3 separate regions of the Mus musculus genome follow, and regions 1 and 2 are each linked to region 3. The links are chromatin contacts, called in public ChIA-PET and Hi-C maps. All regions are on one chromosome and are shown on one strand. Each heading gives the region's core, a stretch centred on a gene start, on an enhancer-like site or on the middle of the called end of the contact. The rest is flanking DNA. Distances are from core to core; before and after follow the strand shown.

Region 1 (3,318 bases), core at 130-2,629, 130 kb before region 3:
GAAATTCAAGGCCAGCCTTAACGACTTAAGTGAGCCTGGGCTACAAGAGACTCTGTCTCAAATTAGAGAAAAAAAGTGACTACTCACTTCTAAAAAGGCAATAAGGGGCTTGAGAGCTGACTCAGCAGTTAAGAGCATTGACTGCTGACTCTTAACACCAGCACCCACATGGCAGCTCACAACTGTCTGTAACTCCAAGATCTGACTCCCGCACTCAGACATACATGGAGGGAAAACACCAATGCCCAAAGAATAAAAATAAATTATCTTAAAAAACAAACAAAAGAAAAGGCAACAAAATGAAAGATTCCCCTTTAAGTCCGGTTATTGCTTACGGCAGCCACTTGACCTGTTGAGAAGGTTAGTGGTTTGTCTCCCTGTGAATTCCAACAATGGGAGATCAGACTGCTTAACCCAGTGAGACCTCTCCCAAATACCAGCAATCCACACTAGCAACAGGGGAACACTACGTACCCCTAAGAAACACAGGGATCAGAGGGAGCAAAGCACAGCCTCCAAGGAGTTCAACAACTGAAAACCACTTACATCTTCAGGAGAGTAATTCTGAGAAAGTAAGGAAGGGGCACAGTGACAGCTGGCAGAGATTGTGTCACTGGTGGCTTTTGATAAAGACATCTTGTACACATGCTAAGAAGATTGAATAAAACGCTGAACAGGACAGACAAAGGGAAAACTGGAATAGAGGAAGAAAGGAATAGATGGCGTGTGTGCCTAAGACTCCAGTAACCAAAACTGTTTGGGACCAAATAAAGCAGCAAACCAAGTCCTTTGCTCTTTATTTTATTTTTGTTTTTTGGGCAGGGTTTCCCTGTGTGGCCCTGGCTGGCCTGGAACTCACTTGAATGAACTCTGAGCTCTACCTGCCTCTGCTGGGATTAAAGGCACTCACCTTACCACCATGCCTGGCCCTGGTCCTTCTCTTAATGGAGATTTATCAGTAGGAAAAAGACACCTTAGACCTCGTTTTAAGACCTTCATTTGGGCCGGGCATGGTGGCTCACGCCTTTAATCCCAGCACTCGGGAGGCAGAGGCAGGCGGATTTCTGAGTTCGAGGCCAGCCTGATCTACAGAGTGAGTTCCAGGACAGCCAGGGCTATACAGAGAAACCCTGTCTCAAGAAACCAAAAAAAAAAAAAAAAAAGATCTTCATTTGGCAAACCTGAGTCCAAGAGTTGTTAAGCAAAACTCACACAGGCCCAGAACTAGATAGATAGATGACAATCCAATGGTTCCTCTCAGGCCACCCTCCTTCCACTGTAGTGACTGCTAACATTGTAACCAGTGACCAGGACAGTGCTGCTGTGGAAGCTCACAGGAAAACCTGCAGTCAGGACCTTTGATTCTAATTCCAACCAATGGTATCCCTATTGCCTCAAAAGAACTTTACAGTGGCAGTGCACCTCCTCCAGATAGGTCACCTGGCAAACAGGACCAGCGTTTACACAATAAACTTGCAATACCCTTTGGGTTTTGGTTTTGGAATCCAGTAAATTTTCCACAGAGCGTTTGGCTGCCGCACCGCTGTCCTCTCTCCCCATCTCCTGCCTTTTCTGTTGCTGCAGCTGCTCTTCCTCCCGTCTGTCCTTTTCTTCAAGTTGTTTCCGAACTTCAGCCTCTTCGTATCTAGTTGAAAGAAGCTTCCTATTAATGTGATGGAGTATAGCTAAGGGCGTTCATGTTTCATACTTAGCATCTTGGCTTGGGAGAATTCTGCTAGAGTTCCCATACAAACCACATGCATCTGCCCTCAGGGGCTGTCTGTGTACTTTAAACTGGACAAACACCTTGAAAAATAAATGTTATGCTCTTTTTATTAATGTTGTTCTTGCTTTTTCACTAATTTCAAGTAATTATCAATTCTGCTACAATTTCACTTTTTAAACAAACTCTTGATTCACTCTGGAAGAGGACTTCTCCCAGTATCTCACTGTGTAGATGATTTAGATCAAAATGTTAAAACAAGTATTCAAGAAAGGTATTAACCACATCAACTGGAGAATTATTATCAAAGTCAAGACGTGATTATCTTCTATTTTGCTAAATGTTAAACAAGCTATGGTGAGTACAGTTTGCAGCTATCCTAAGACATTGCTCACCCAGTCATTAGTGAATACAGTAATGACTGCTGGTTCTGAACTTAAGAGGATCAGGGGAGATGGAGACAGAGACAGAGATGGGGTGGTGAGGGAAGGAAGAGAGAAGGTAGAGCCGAGAGAGAAAAGGGTAACAAATAATTTACTCCAGTCAGTTAGGAAAGAACGAACTAAAACTCTGGCATGCTTATACTGTCTATTGTCCATACTTGTATATGAAGGACATATACCTCCCCAGACAGCCACAGCTCTGGACTGCCACAAAGATAAGGAGCAGGCAGGGTGAAGAACTGGGAAGGGGAAGGACATCTGTCAAACTCTCTAATTTTGATGGTTTTATTCCTAACACCAGGACTTCATGTGCTGAAGAGGCAGCTAAAACTAATACAGAGCGCCAAAGTTTCAGCCCTCTTTGCATAAAGTTGTCCCAGTCTATAGCCAACACCCAAACTAAGTAAGAACAGAGCAAACACTGAGGAAACAGCTAACTTTAAAAGACATTCCAGATGCTGACTACCACAGGCAAGACAGTGTATAAAATCCAACCCAGCCAAGTTCACCACCATTCTAGAACAAAATACCCTAACACTCTTGAAGGGAATAAAACCCACCATGTCCGAAACTAACCAACACAGCAAGAAAATAAGACATCCAGAGAGAAAGGGCAAGCAGTGCAAACTGGCTGAGATAAACCTGAATGACAGATTTAAAACAGCAATCACAGCAGCTAACCAACTCTGGCCATGGCTATGTGAAACATGGTTTGTAATGACTAAACATAAAGGACACTTCTGTAAAAAAGCAGATACTATAAAATAGCTAAACAGAAATTCTAGAGTTAAAATGTTTCTGAAAAATAACCTGAAAACTGGAGACAACATTTACAACCTAAAGAGCAACAAAAACTATGACAAGAGAGGCTTAGACAGCAACAGAAACAGCCTCAGGTGGATTTCCTGACAAACCAAAGGCCTGTCACAAGAATAGCCAGAGTGCCAGTAAGAGAATGAAACAGAATAAAAATATTTGAAGAAATCATAGCCCCAAACTCCCCAAATTTGATAAAAGACATAGATTTACAGATGCAGAGTCCAGTAATCCCAATTAGAAAAAATAGAAAAATAATGGTAGTCACATCATAGACTGCTACTAAAGAGAAAATCTCAAGCCAGGAAAGAAGGACATAAGACATACAGTAAATTA
Region 2 (2,942 bases), core at 200-2,699, 130 kb after region 3:
CTCACCAACCTAGATACTTTTCTGTTCTAATTTCTGACCCAGTCCTCTGTTTATCCCCTTCTTCCCTGCACTTCTTTGCCAGGCAAAGTACACCCAACAAATAGGATATTGCCTAATCCTGCCTGTGAGGGGGCCTTGGACAGAAAGACCAGGGTTGTTACAGGATCAGGAAGAACCGGAGTGGAGCCACAGAGTTCTGGGGGCTTCCTTCTAATGCCCAGCTCCAACCTTTGAGGGCATCGCTTGAGGCTCTGTTATTTATGTAGAAGCCCGAGGTGAGAAGAGTCCTAGGAAGGATTATTGCTTCGAGTGCCCTTCCTTGTTAACCTGACTCCTCCACTGTGCCTTTGTTATTCTCTTCAATGCTGAGATCCTGAAGTTTGGCCCAGTTTCCAGACTGCACAGCAGTGTGCGCAGGATCTGTTTGGTTCTAATAAAAATCAACTTCGTGTGGACTTTATGCTCCCAAACCTCTCTGGAGTTAGGAAGATGAGCCCAACTGAGCTAGCTTTAACATCAACCCGATGCAGGGCCTGCTTTGCTCCCAGAAGGCTCTGAAGCTCTGAGATGGACTGTGGCCAAAGCCAAGGGCCTGTCCCTAGTTGAGGCTGGATATGTCAGCAGGAGGCACAAAAACACCCTGGCAAAGCAGAAGCAAGAGTCAGCAGACCAGTAGCAAAGCTCCCAGAAAGGGTCCCTGAAGCCCAGTCTTACTTTACTCTTTCTTGTCTTTTGAACCCCGCCCCTTTATAAATCAGTGGGAATTTGAAGTACTTTTTCAAACGTCACAAAAGAGAAGTTAACATTGCGTTTGGAACTATCTAAAATGTTTTAAGTGTCTATGCACCTGGACAGACAAACAAAAGAAGTAGTGTGATTAAATTAACCTCAGAGGAGAATGTAATCTGTTCCCCTGGTAATTGTCCAAATTAGTCTTTTGTCGATAAATCATTATTCATAGGACATTACTAGTTCTAGTATAGGCTTTCAGATGCTGAAACACTAAACTGATGCCTGAGGGTGGAAAAGGGAAGGTAGTTGTCATGGCTGTCTGGCAGCTTGGGAAGGGCTCTTCTTGACACTGCTTGGATGGGAAATGATCTCCCAAGCAGCGTGATGACACTGGATTCAGGCTGAAAGTGACGGCTCGGGCTGATTGAATTAATGTGAACCTTTCGCTGCACTGCACAGATCAGAGGATCCTTTCCCAAGAGGCAGTCTGGGGATTCCATATTTCTGATTCACCTGCACAAACACAGTGTTTTAACATGGGACTCTATGAAGTGTCCTGTTTGGCCTCAGCCCTCAAAACAGCTCTCAGCCTTGGTTTCTATTTCCTCATTTGTAAAAAAACGGTGTGGAGACACTCTGGCTCCCTAGATGGTCTGAGGATCATACACTGTGCTTGGCACATGGCAGGCGGCAACACCTCTCATCTGTGGTGAAACTGTCACCCTGAGAGCCAGCCGTGCTCTTCCATCCTTCCTGTGGTCTTTGTCTTTGATCTCAATAGAGATTGCCCAACACAATCCCCATTTGTGAAATGAAACTGAAACTCCAGGTATACCCATACACAGATAACAGGTATTCTTTGCTGTAGATACAATACGTGTGTATGGACAGACACACACACACAAGTATACATGTGTATGTATCACATAATCCTACATATATGCACATATGTGTATACATGTAAAAATACTTGTATGTATATATTATCCTTACCATAGACATACATCTATAGTAAAGAAAATCTGCATTAAGCATGAGTTATCTCAACTTTAAGCTTTTAGCTAAAATACACCTAAATTTTTTCTTTTTTCTATTTTTTTTTGTTGTTAACACAAGGGATTCTTTTGCGTACAGTCTCATCAGGTTAATCTTTCAAAATAATATATTTTTATTAATTCTTTGAGAATTTCTCTAATGTATTTTGACCATATTCACCCCTCACCCTTAGTGACTTGAGGTCCTGTTAACTAGGAGAGTCGTGTGAGAAGGCTCCCTAAGGTGAACCTTCTGTGCTGGCTGCCAACGTTTGCACAGCAGGGGTCACTTCATTAAATAATGTCACCAGTTTACAAGTTTCTTTTCTGTTTATTCCTGCCTTTCTCCCCCACAGATAGAACGCAGCCTTACTCTGTGTATAGATTTCTGTCTATATTGTAGTCTAGGCGGCCCTTTACAAACAGGAGCTGAAGAGTGAGTGACTGTTAGGGGTGGCGTTCCCACAGCTCCTTCTCCCTACAAAAGGACATTTTGCTCGCAGCCTGGACCCTGGCTGAGGAGAATGCTGTGATGCTGCTGGTAGCCACCATCTCTAACTCCCTCTCCACACAGCCCCTTCTGCAGCGTGTGTCAGTGCATTCTCACTCTCCATCTTCCCATTCTGAGCCCGGAGGAATCGCACCAGGCAACATTTGACTACCATGGAGGAGCTTTGGTATCAGAGAGGCAGGTGCCACCAGACCTGACTGTGCAGCCATGTGCCCCACCGTGCATCCTTTGGAGAAGCCTTGCGTAAATGTGGGTGTTTCACATATTTCCTGAGTGGTACAATTGTCTTCTGGCCACTTCCTCCTTTCTGAAAAGCAGTCTGTGGGTGGGCACAGCTCTTTGCTTTTAATTCCACAGTTTAGAGATTCTTGTTCCCTTGGCGGGGTTCTTTATTTCCCTGGAATGTAGAGTGGATCATAGCAACACGACACATGAGTTTTCCTGTAGCAAGAAGAGGTAGACATTTGTATAGTTGTCATGACATACAAGTGTCTCATCAGACGAAGAAAGCGGTCTCCATAATGTTGAAATCATGGGACTCTTACAAAAGCTCCCGGGGGTTGGCTTGTGGCATTCACAGAAACACACAGTGTTTCCGACAACCCCTGAGCTATGGAGGGCTACACTCCATGATGCAGGTTACACTCTGTGATGCAGTCAGTGTG
Region 3 (2,982 bases), core at 167-2,666:
AGAGGCAGAGGAATGGTCAACGAGATGGATATTTTTAGAGAGCAGAAATTGTGGCAGAGGTTTTCTGACATTTGAGGGGAAAGCTTAGGAGAAGTCACATTGCTTGTTAGAACAACTGCAAGTGTCCCGCAAACCGTTTGCTCTGTTTTCAGACCTGAGCACTAGGATTGGGAATTTTCAGAATCTATGGTAACTGCAGCTTTGAACTTTAAGCTCTGTTGAATTTGGTACCAGGACAGGGATCAGTTCAGACTGAGGCAGGGGTTCCTGTGCAGTCGGAAAGCTTGGATGGAGCATCTGAGGCCACAGGAATCTCACAGGTGAAAGCCAAAGCCAGTAGGTGGCAGCAAGATTAAGTAAGGACTGACCATCTTGGTGCCAGACAGACACACACATGTGATTCCTAGCTCACCTGTTTATCATCTAAACAGCCTACACTGCCTGGACAACTTTCTCTGAGGTTTTGCACTGTCCTCAAGCCACTTTCCTGGAAAGCACCTTTTGTCCTATGCCATTGATGTGCCCGTGAGGTGGCCCTGTGAAAGTCACACAGGGTAAGGAGCCAGGGCAGAGCTAAAGGGAAACCCAGGTCTGTGGGGCCCCAGGGTTTAAGCTCTTAATCACCATCCTAAAGCTACACTAATGTTGAGAAGAACAGACATAGAACTTTAATTTCTGCTACTCAAGGAACTTCTAGGAGTTTCTAGGCTGGGATGAAATACTTAAAACAGCAGTTTTCGAGAGGTCACGCTCGGTTCCAGGTCACAGGCTTGGAACTGTTAGTGTTACCCAGATAAGCTTGTCTTGGTTTGCTCCTTAGCAACAGCTTTGGGAGTCATGGTGACACCAGGGAAATCCCAGGAGTGCTCTGCAGGCAACACAGAATGCTAGGAGTGCCCGAGGGAGTGGGCACGTTGCTTCTAACCATGAGCTCTGTGTTATTTGTTTCTAGCATTGGCAGATCCCCTTGAGCCGGCGCTTTCGCTCCATTAAGCTGTGGTTTGTGATTCGGTCCTTCGGGGTGAAGAATCTTCAAGCACATGTCAGACACGTATGTTGCGCGAGAGCCGTGGGACTAAGCCCATGATTCTTTGCATTTTCCATGGGAAGGAAGACTTTGCCTCGGTTTTACAAATCTGCCCAGGGGATCCTTGGTTTGTGGCTCAGTGGTAGGGTGCGCAGAGGGACTTGAATGTTGGTTATGTAGAGGTGCGCTGATCTCCATGTAGTCCCAGTGGACTGTCTGTGATCTGTAGTTCACACTGTTTATTTTCTAAACAGTCACCACTAAGTGCAACTTCCTCTGTTCTGACATCCCTTGTTTCACCGATTTCCTGAGAGTCTCACCTTTCCTGTTGTTGTCTTTGAGAACTGAGCACTCAAAAGCCTAGTTTACGGAAAGAGAAAGTGAAAGTAGGTCAAAGAGCAGGGTCTATGGTCAAAGTAGGGCCGAGTCTTTAAGAAGGAGTGGCTGTCATGGCTCCCTGGTGAATGGTGTGTCAACACAGCCACACCTGCTCTTCACCTTCTAGGTGAGGTCTGTAGTGAACACACTACCTGTAATTGTGTCCTCCTCTCCCCTGGCCTCTGCTCTGTCTCATACACAGCTTGCCTCATGGGAGGGAAGAGAATAGGGCAGGAGGAGAATGTCTTATTAACTGGGAGACCTACTTTCTGCCGCCCAAGCCTTGGGAGAATCACCCTCCCTTGGATTTTAAAAAGTGAGGATGCTGACAAAGGTGGGCTCTGAGGGGACATTGTGGGGCATGTGAGTGAGACATGGAGAATTTTGACAGGGCAGGTGGTGAAAACAGGCCCAGAGGAAAGGAGTTATAGGGGAGAATCATAACCAGGTTAGAAATGGGGCATGGGCATATAAAGGCCAGGAGAACAGTTAGTATGCTTTTCCCGGACAAGGCCTGGACTTGCACATGAAGAACTTCTTAGGGATCAAGTGGGGACGTAGCTCCATTGGTACACTGTTTACTCCCCATGCACAAAGCCACTGTTTGACCCCCTAGTATTGCTTAACCTTCTCCTGGCAGCGCTTGCAGGTAGTTCCACAGTGGGGGGTGGAGGCAGAAGGATCAATGGTACCAGGTCGTCCTTGGCTACATTGTAACTTTGAGCCAGTCTAGGATCCATGAGAGAGAGCCTTTCTCAAAGAAAAGAAAAAGTTCATGAGGCGGTGGTAAGAGTTTGAAATTGACTGGAGAGAGAGAGAGAGTGGAGCAGATAGAGGAGCAGATAGAGGTTGGTTCAAATGGCACCGCCTCTTCATGGTCAAGGAAGACACCTGAAGCTCTGTCTTCTTTTAAAACGAAATATCAAGTGGGAGTTCCAGCCCATAAAAAAAAAATCACTTAGTGGGGCAGGAGAGATGACTCAGCAGTTAAGAGCACTGACTGCTCTTCCAGAGGTCCTGAGTTCAATTCCCAGCAACCACATGGTGGCTCACCACCATCTGTAATGGGATCTGATGCCCTCTTCTGGCATGTAGGTGTACATGCAGTCAGAGCACTCACATACATTAAATAAATCTTTAAAAATTAATTCACTTAGCAGAGAGTGTATGTGAGTCTCAGACTGGAATCTCTAGCCCTATCATGTGCTGTGTCTGTCACTTACTCCCCCCTCCCCACGCCCCCAGGTCTCATTTGTTGTTCTTGCTAGTCTGGAGCTCAAGGCTCCCCTCTCGAGTGCTGGCATTAAAGACTTAAATATCATCATTCCTGGCAACCTTGAACTTCCTCTGATCCTCCTACTGAAACCTCCCCATGTCTAACTTTATTCAGTTGTTGATTGAAGTCAGCATTTTGTGCAAGGTAGGCTAGTGGATTGCCAGTTGAGCCACAGCCCTGTCCTATATTCAAGCATTCTATGTAAATGTAAAACTCAAGAGAACCACAGGAAAATTTAAAAGTTCATAAAAACTTTATAAAAGATCAATATGCTATGAAATCTTTATTTTTTAAAAGATTT

Evidence for each region. A called contact is a pair of places that touch in the nucleus more often than the background predicts. ChIA-PET counts read pairs in DNA pulled down with a chosen protein or histone mark.
Region 1: a contact with region 3 is called in a Hi-C map of liver, with 2.2 times the contacts expected there. The contact joins two enhancer-like sites. A contact is called at or near these places in 2 of 15 datasets of contacts at CTCF or cohesin (CD8 T cells and large pre-B cells), 18 of 484 Hi-C or Micro-C datasets (B cells, the C10 cell line, the G1E-ER4 cell line and 13 more), 2 of 115 datasets of contacts at active chromatin or transcription factors (bone marrow-derived macrophages and regulatory T cells) and 3 of 9 other capture datasets (adipose tissue, liver and pancreatic islet).
Region 2: an RNA polymerase II ChIA-PET map of effector CD8 T cells shows a contact between it and region 3, with 29 read pairs. The contact joins two enhancer-like sites. A contact is called at or near these places in 1 of 484 Hi-C or Micro-C datasets (natural killer cells), 3 of 115 datasets of contacts at active chromatin or transcription factors (double positive thymocytes, effector CD8 T cells and memory CD8 T cells) and 1 of 9 other capture datasets (adipose tissue).

What each region holds. Positions count from the first base shown.
Region 1 is chr2:126,727,487-126,730,804 of GRCm38.p6, reverse strand. It overlaps Usp8 (ubiquitin specific peptidase 8), which reads right to left. Exons shown (of 19, transcript NM_019729.3): 5 at 1,483-1,645. Among named protein-coding and RNA genes, the nearest start is that of Usp8, 22 kb to the right of the region's middle. Within about 2 kb of position 1,379, at least 6 of the 459 cell types and tissues checked have an H3K27ac peak or open chromatin away from gene starts, as enhancers often do. A contact at or near this core is called in liver, where this site is marked.
Region 2 is chr2:126,466,493-126,469,434 of GRCm38.p6, reverse strand. The region is part of intron 3 of Atp8b4 (ATPase, class I, type 8B, member 4); the gene reads left to right. Among named protein-coding and RNA genes, the nearest start is that of Atp8b4, 24 kb to the left of the region's middle. Within about 2 kb of position 1,449, at least 102 of the 459 cell types and tissues checked have an H3K27ac peak or open chromatin away from gene starts, as enhancers often do. A contact at or near this core is called in double positive thymocytes, effector CD8 T cells and memory CD8 T cells, where this site is marked.
Region 3 is chr2:126,595,940-126,598,921 of GRCm38.p6, reverse strand. It overlaps Hdc (histidine decarboxylase), which reads left to right. Exons shown (of 12, transcript NM_008230.6): 10 at 953-1,051. Among named protein-coding and RNA genes, the nearest start is that of Hdc, 21 kb to the left of the region's middle. Within about 2 kb of position 1,416, at least 88 of the 459 cell types and tissues checked have an H3K27ac peak or open chromatin away from gene starts, as enhancers often do. A contact at or near this core is called in double positive thymocytes, effector CD8 T cells, liver and 1 more, where this site is marked.